Linked DNA regions of Mus musculus: region 2 is linked to region 1. Evidence: chromatin contacts called from public promoter capture Hi-C data. All regions are on one chromosome and are shown on one strand. The core of a region is the stretch at or near the end of the contact, and the rest is flanking DNA. Distances in the headings are between cores, read along the strand shown.

The links. Promoter capture Hi-C pulls out the DNA fragments that hold promoters and counts their contacts.
Region 2: a promoter capture Hi-C map of embryonic stem cells shows a contact between it and region 1. The contact joins the promoter of Pantr1 here to the promoter of Tfap2b in region 1. A contact is called at or near these places in 2 of 39 promoter capture datasets (cranial neural crest and embryonic stem cells), 5 of 484 Hi-C or Micro-C datasets (embryonic stem cells and epiblasts) and 1 of 115 datasets of contacts at active chromatin or transcription factors (embryonic stem cells).

What each region holds. Positions count from the first base shown.
Region 1 is chr1:19,207,109-19,210,998 of GRCm38.p6, forward strand. Tfap2b (transcription factor AP-2 beta) reads left to right here and starts at 1,806. Exons shown (of 7, transcript NM_009334.3): 1 at 1,806-2,140. The coding sequence starts at 2,060.
Region 2 is chr1:42,692,854-42,696,743 of GRCm38.p6, forward strand. Pantr1 (POU domain, class 3, transcription factor 3 adjacent noncoding transcript 1) reads right to left here and starts at 1,972. Exons shown (of 4, transcript NR_027826.2): 1 at 1,894-1,972. It overlaps Pou3f3 (POU domain, class 3, transcription factor 3), which reads left to right and starts at 2,915. Exons shown (of 1, transcript NM_008900.3): 1 at 2,915-3,890. All of the region lies in intron 1 of Gm46091 (predicted gene, 46091), which reads left to right.

The DNA of each region.
Region 1 (3,890 bases), core at 556-3,055:
GTGGAATCCACTTTAAGTCCTTCCACACAACGACATTAAGAGGAACGATTTCCTGTCTCCCAACCATCTCTGGTGGCGAAAGGGAGACATATCTGCTGACGCTGGAAGACTAGCCTTGTTCTGTGTAGTTTAAGAATATTTTCTTTTTAGTAGAGGGAAGAGGGGAAGGAAAGAAGAAGGAAGGGGGAAGGAAGGAAAGACTAGAAGGAGAAGATCTAAAGAGAAAGAAGGAAAGAAGGGAGGGAGGGAGGGAGAAGGGAAGGAGGGGTTAGAAGAAGGAGGAAAAGAAAAGGAAGAAAAGAAATCCAACAGGGAATAGAGAAAAAGATGTGTTTCTCAAGTTCTGCCTGAAGCACCCTGCATTTCCTTCATTTGACTTACAGTAAATTAATAATAATAACAGTAACAATAATAGATCTACAGGACTGTTCATTGCGAGGTAGGAGTCCTCAGCTTGGCTGTTAGGAACCGCTGTCTTCCTCCTAGTCTATCTGAAGCCTTCTCCTACTCACGGAGCCTCCGACCCTGCCGGAGCTCTAGAATGCACTGGAGTTTAAAGACAATCTCCCTTTACAGATTCACCCTCATCAGGTTTAATAACTTCCACCCCAAATTACCCCAACCCTCCTCATTCCCTCCTGTCATTTATTTTCTGCCCCAGGGGCCAAGATCTTCTTCAGTGCCTCCCTACTGACTCCAGGGAACCCTCCGAGAACCCAGAAAGGGTGGAAAGATGGGGAGGAGAGGGAGCTAGTGAATATAGAATTCCTCATGAAATTAAAAAAAAGAAAATCCTGTGCCTTACAGGGTGCCCACTTGAGGGTAGGTTAGTGGTTAAACTTTGTACTTGTTGTTATTTATGCTTTGAAAATATTTTTTAAAAAACTAAACTTCAAAAAGCACATATTCAAAAGAAAATCTACCCCAATGCAAAATGGCCAAACAATATTTGCTCTTGTACATCTTAAAACATTTCCCACTGTTTCCTTAAACAGTACAAAGCTTAAACCTTCTCAAAGATTTGGGTGTTCTTGTCTCAAGTCTATCAGATTAAAATCACAAATTACAGGCAATAAACCCAAATACAAAATGTTCTATACCCCTGTTAAAGGTCTCAAGATTAACATTGTGTGCTTTGTTGTTTCCAACATGTAAAGGAAGAGAAAAAACTTAATAAAATGGAGACTCCAGGCAAACAGAAAGACACCAAGGAACCACTAAAAATATAGAACAATCCCTAAAGCAACAAGCAATATAGATTGTAGGGTCCACAAGATATTCAAGTTTCCAAATGTGTTAGACACAATGAGCAAAATATCAGAAACCATTGTGGTAAATAGTGGTGTTATTCTTGTTCCACAATGATACTTTTATAAGGTTGCATCAATAGAGAAATATAACTCAAAGTCAAAAATCTAGTGGTGTTTTTTTAATGCTCCCCTAAATATACAAGAATAGGAAAACTGTCTTTAAAATCTCAGTAATGGTTCTCCTAAAAGAAAAAAAAAAAAAACTATGTAGAAAATTTGGGGACTGATGTGCGTGGTTTCTCATTGTCAATTATTAAAACACTTTAGTTAGTGGCTGCATTGATTCGCCATTTTCAAAACAGATTTTTAATGTATCTATTTATATTTCTCGTTTTGAACCACTATATTCCCTTTAAATGCACGGTTAGTCTGTGGATTCTGTGACCCAGAGGTGTTTATGTAACTAATGTGACTATCTGCGTGTAAATTCATGTTTATGATTTTTTATAATATATATGTGTGCATGTGCGTGTGTGTGTGTGTGCGCGCGCGCGCGCGCATGTGTGTGTGTGTGTGTGTGTGTGTGTGTGTGTGTGTGTGTATGCGTGCGCGTTGTATCTAAGTCCTGTGTGCAATAATGTTTTTCTGTCTGCTGAGGCTTACTTCTCCAGCCTATTGTTTGAGACAACAGATATAAGTTGCGATGGGAGAGGAGCGTCGGATTTGGTGTGTATCCCCCATTTCCAATTATAGATGGATCATTACAGACAGCGGAGTCCTGAGAAACCAGACATCTGCTCCTCACATGAATGCACTCACCTCCTAGAGACCAGGCTGCGATCATGCTCTGGAAACTCGTGGAGAATGTCAAGTACGAAGACATCTATGAGGTGAGCGGACACCCCAGATGCATTTTAGAGCTTTGGAGATAGAAAACTGGAGCTTCTTTGACACCCCAGCTGATATATTTTAAGCTATTTACTCGTAGATTTCTGATCGGGTTTCTGAGGTTTCTTTAAGTTTTCTAAGGCTGGCTCTGGGAGACTTTGCTCTCCAGAAAGGGAACTTTTAAGGTTGGAATGTGAGAAGTTTAATTTAGGAGCTATTTTCTTTTCCTTTTTGTTTTTCTTTCTCTCCGGCTCTCTCCTTCCCCTTGTAGACTCTGGTAGGTAACGTGGAGCCAGGAATTCAGGCAAACAGTGAGGGAAAAACAGTCTCTCCTCATTTTGAGTACGGGACAGAATCGGGTTTTTAAGCCTCACGCCGACTGGGACTTTAATTTTTGCTTTTTAAACTTTTAATATTTTTTTTTAAATCGGTAACCAACGTACGCAGGTAGAGGGTAGATATCTAGGGAGAGCGAGGGGAAAGGAGGGATGTATGAACAAATCCAGTACCGTATGGGAGAGAGCGCGGTTTGTTATTTTTGTTTTGTCGTATTTTGATTCTTTGCGGGTCAGTGGTTCCAAGCAGAGATGGCAGCCGCCAGCGTGTGGGCATTTTTAACGAAGCCTGCCCACACTTCGTGCTACCCGCTACCGGTCCCCAGGCAAGCGCATCCCTCCCGTGCTTTTCCCTCCGCCTTGTCGGACGCCACCGAGAGCTTCCGGAGTCCGCGTCGAGCGAGGCTGTCCGGCTGCCCTTCCAGCTGGCGGGCGAGGGGAAGCGGCCCGGCTGGGGACAGATGAGGGATCCCGCGCCACAACCCGGGAGCTGGGGAGCTGAGCTCAAGAGGAAAGGAAAGTAAGGCTCAAGGGGACGTCGAGAGAGGGAAGGCAGACTCCGAAGCTCCAAGATATCTGAGGATCGGGATTAAAAAAAAAAAAAAAAAAAAAAAGCGAAAGGGGTTTAGCGAAGAGGGAAGCAGAGGCGGGGGAAGAAAAGTTGGAAAGCTACCCGCAGCAGCACAGCAGCACGAGGCTGGGCCACCGGGCAGAGGTGGACAACCCAGACTCAGTAACCGGTTCTGAAAGAAATCTGAACCGTGAGCCTTGTAGGTGTTGGGACAGCACCGCGGTGTTAGCCTTGCTCAGCTAAGAAGAGTCCGGAGGCAGGCGCTAGCTCTGTCCCTACCGCTCTTAACTGGGTCCGGTGTGTGGCCGCGACTCCTCAGGTTTTCTGGGTAGAGCGGCTAGAGCCAGTGGCCAGGGTCCCCCAGATCTGCCATTCTTACGACCTCATTTAGAGGTAAATGAGAAAGTGAGAAAGGTAGAAGAAAAGGAAGTCAAGAAGAAAATGAGAGACAGGAAAGAGGAGGGAGAGAGAGAGAGAGAGAGAGAGAGAGAGAGAGAGAGAGAGAGAGAGAGAGAGAGAGAGTTCTTCTTTCTCGGGTGACCTCAGGTTTCGCCTTCCTCTTTGTGGTAGTGTACTGAGGAACCGCGCCTCCCCGCCTGGTGGGATTCAGCGTCCTTTTATTCCTAACAGGCGGGATTATGTTCAACTCCAGGGCGTTGAACTATCCTAAAGAGAACGTCGCCCATAGTAAACATAGCACTGGCGGAGCTAGAGCCGCGGTGGAAATAGCTCTGGGTATATACATAGAGGAATTATCCTAATCAGTGTGGTGCTAGTTCTTTGGTTATGAATAACATAAAGGGCTAAGTGGAAAATGAGGGAGGGCTAGGCGGGGAAGGGAGTGGA
Region 2 (3,890 bases), core at 722-3,221, about 23 Mb after region 1:
AATACACCAGAAAGGAAGGAAAAAGAGGAAGCAGAGCAAGAAAAACCAAACAAACAAAACAACAACAACAACAAAAAAAACACTTACCCAGCAAATTCCCAAGGTTAGACTTTTAAATAAAAGGTGGTGGTTGGTTTTTGGTTTTTGGTTTTTGTTTTTTGTTTTTGTTTTTTGTTTAAAAAAAAAAAAGTAAGGTTCCTGGAGGGGCAGAAGAGAAGGCATATTCTCTACTCTCCAGAGCCGAGTTATCCTTAGCCTTCTCTTTACACTGACTCCTCTAAGCCCGGTTCTCTCTCGTCTATTATTTTCACCAAAATATATGAAAATGTATGCAAATGAAAATCAGCACTAACTGTTCTCCCCTTGTTATATACTTTGGATTTTTTTTTCCAGACAAAACAATCACACTCCGCAGAGGGAGGGGGAGGATTGGGTGGGGTGGGAGGGGGGAAGCTGGGGAGCGATTTGAGAACTAAGTACGTGGGGGGTGGGGGGAGAGAAGGGGACAGACCTGGGAACAGAAGTGCGTTTCTGTTATTGAGGAGCACAGCGTTTGGGGGGCTTCCCGAACGTGCACACCCTCCTTGCAAAGAAAGAAAGTGGATCTGTTTGCTGAGGCGCTATCCCGTTTCATCAGGCCACCTGAGACGGCTTTTGAAAGCGTGTACTGTGAAACTCATAGCAGTAATTTAGACAAAATCCTCACTGTATATTAATGAAAGGCGGCCCCATGGCTCTGTTCCTATCCTCCCCATTCAGTGTAAACAAAACCACGAGACTCTTTCGGTTTTTGAGCCGGATCCAAGCAAAATCGGCAGGAAAGGAAAACACGGGGTGCTGGCACCGACTATTCAAACGTCTGCACCTGGAGATCTCAGATTTATTCAATGAAATCTGTGTTCCATCTTTTATATATACATATACGCATATATAAATATAAAAAGGAACCTTTTGGAATGGAGGGGGGAATCCGTTCTGTTTTGGGGCTTTGGTTACTGCTGCCTTTTAGATCTGTTTCTACGATGGTATCTTTTCACCCCGGCAAGCAGGAGCTGGACCCGATCCTACATAAATGCCCCGCGTCTACGGTTAATCTCGAGATCACGCAGAGGCTGCGAGGCTGCTGCTGAGCTGGAGAGCTCCCTCTGTAACTGAGTTCACAGAAGTGAGCCCTCTAGAGAAATTATGCATCGGGGAGAAGGCAGGCCAGTTCTTTATATTCGGAGCACACCGACCGCCGGGTTACGTTCTCGGCTGCTGCTTGGACTAGAAACTGCAGATTGCGGTCCGGTGCCCTGCAGCTGAGGGTGCGGGGTGCAAGCACACGCACACTCATTAAGAGTCGTGTATTTATTGAATGTCCGAATTGGGTTAGTTCATTGGAAATCCCCAAGGAGGATTTAATTTGTCCTTGTTTTCGTTGCCACTTTCTCTTTTTTCTTGGTTCGCTGAGGTTCCTCTGTGCGGCGTTTCCGCTTGGCCGCGTCGTCCCCCCCCCCCCCAACACACACACACCACACCACCCCCTCTTCTCCCGCCTACCGGGCGCACTCCTCCTCCCGGGCCCCTTAACTCTTTCAGCTGGGTTGCGGCTGAGAAAGCACTTGTCGACAGCGGTCACAGCCACCTCGCAAAACCTGAGACCCAAAGAAAGAGGAAAATAAAGCGTCCCCATGCCCAAGAATAGCAAGCGAGTGAAAACCCCACCAATGAACACACTCACACGCGCGCACACACGCACGCACACACACACACACACACACACACACACACACGAGTCAGCGGTAAAGGGGACCGGGGTGGGGGGCGGGTGAGCAGCTAGCAGCCCTAGGCCCTCTAGGCGAGCTGAGGCAGACACTGCATTCTAAAGGCATTGGGATCGAATACACTTACGATGAATCTAGGGGGACGGTCGGGCTGATTGCCTTTCAAATACCTCGCGTGGCTTCGTTGACCGGCACCCTCCAAACTCACAAGGGCACGCACGATACTTGCAAGAATCCCAGAGGAGGGTGGGTGGGAGGGAGGAAAGGAGGGAGGGGGGGTTGGAGAGCGAGCAGCCGCAGCAAGCGGTCGGACTCGCACGCGCGGGCCCCGCGCTGGTACAGGGCTGCAGGTTTCCCAGATGATGGCATCCGAGAACTTAAACAAAGAGGGTCGCCGCCGGCGCGCCGCGGCTGCACAAAGTTGCAGTGGCGGATTTCCAAGAAGCTTGGCCACAGGAGCTCTGCGCGAGGCAAGCCTTCCTTTCCCACCTCCTGCAGGACAGAGATGGGGGCCCGCGCGTGAAGGGAAGAGGAAACTTTGAAACCAGTGGGGACACATCTGTCTATAGGTATTAGCTTGAACGTACATCCGCGGCGCGCGCTTTACAAATCTCTCGCGTGGGGTGGGGGTGCGACACAACGCAGTCTAGGTAGAATGGGTAGACTGCTATTTTTCAAGATTTTTTTCCCCTCTTCATTTTCCTCCTGGTCCCCCTTCTACCCGCCCCCTCCTTTTCTCTTCCATTTCTCTCCCAACCCCCCCAGACCAATCGCGAACACAGGGAGCCGCCAAGGGAACGCAGACGTTTGGGCTGGACACTAAGAGTTAAGATGTGGCGGAGGGGTGGAGCGAGGGGGGGGGACGACGAAGGGGGCGGAGGGGGAGGGGCGTGGAGGGGAAAGTGGCGCGGAGGAGGGAGGATGGGGCGGGGGGGGGGGGACAACAGATTTCCAGCTTCTACGACGCTCTGCCTAAATTAAAAAGCAACCAATCGGAACGGCCGGAAGGGGGGCCAGGCGTCCTAAGCCAGTCATTCCAGGCTTGCCAATCACCCAGCGGGTAGCCAATCAGCAGGGGCCCTGGTGCTCGACTTCCTTGTATTTGGGAAAGTGTGGTGGTGGGTGCGCGCTTGCGGCGGAGGGTAAACATTCGACAGTCCCTGCTCTGAGAGGGAGGGACGGAGAGCGAACTGTCAGATCCTAGCGGGAGCGGGCGCTCGAGAGAAGGAGAGAGGGAGAGAGAGAGTGAGAGAGAGAGGGAAAGTGAGACAGAGAGAAAGAGAGAGAATCCGGGCGCAGAGCTAGCTCCGGCTGCAACTCTGCCCCGGCACGCCTGCTCCCGCGCCCGCCGTCGGGTACTCTAGGAGCGGTACAACGTGCCCACAGGAGTTGGTTGTGTATCAAGGATTCCCTGTATGCACACACACATCTCCACCTCCACCAATGCACTCTTCTTCCTCCTCCTTCTCCAGACAACTGCCGGGGAAAAAATAAAACATCAACCCCAACCTTCAGCAACAAGGTAACAGAACAATTCGACATTTTTTTTTCCTGTTCAATTTTTGCCTTGTTATATTTGTTTCCTAATTTCTACCCAAAAGGAAAGATGTCGCACCAGACTGTGAGTGTCGCGAGGAACATGAAAAGGGACTCTTGTTTCAGAGACGTCCAAGAGCTCCGGCAATAACAACTTCAGAGAAATGCACCATCGCAAGAAGTTTTCCTAGGACAAAACAAAACTTGAAAGAAGCGAACCAGGGGGGCAGAACAGGAGCCAGCCGCCCCACTCCGCAGACGCGAGCCGCCAGCATCACCACGCCTGTAAGGACCGGAAAAGTTTTACTATAGTAAGGGGAAACAGTAAGATGTGTTGCTGAAGATCAGGGAAGACAGCGGACCAACTAGGAGCGGCCAGATTGCTGGCCACCCACAATTTGGCCAAGGAAGAAAGGAACCGCTTCGTCCTTTGTTGTCTCCCGTGAAACCTTCGCTTAGCAGGTGGACAGAGCCCTGTGCCGGGCCAGAGTCCGCACTCGTCCGAGGACAGGAGGAGCCGCGGAGCCCTTGCTCCCCGAGAGAGCGCCCGAAGTACGGGTCCCCGCCCCAGTGGGCGAGCCTCGCTGG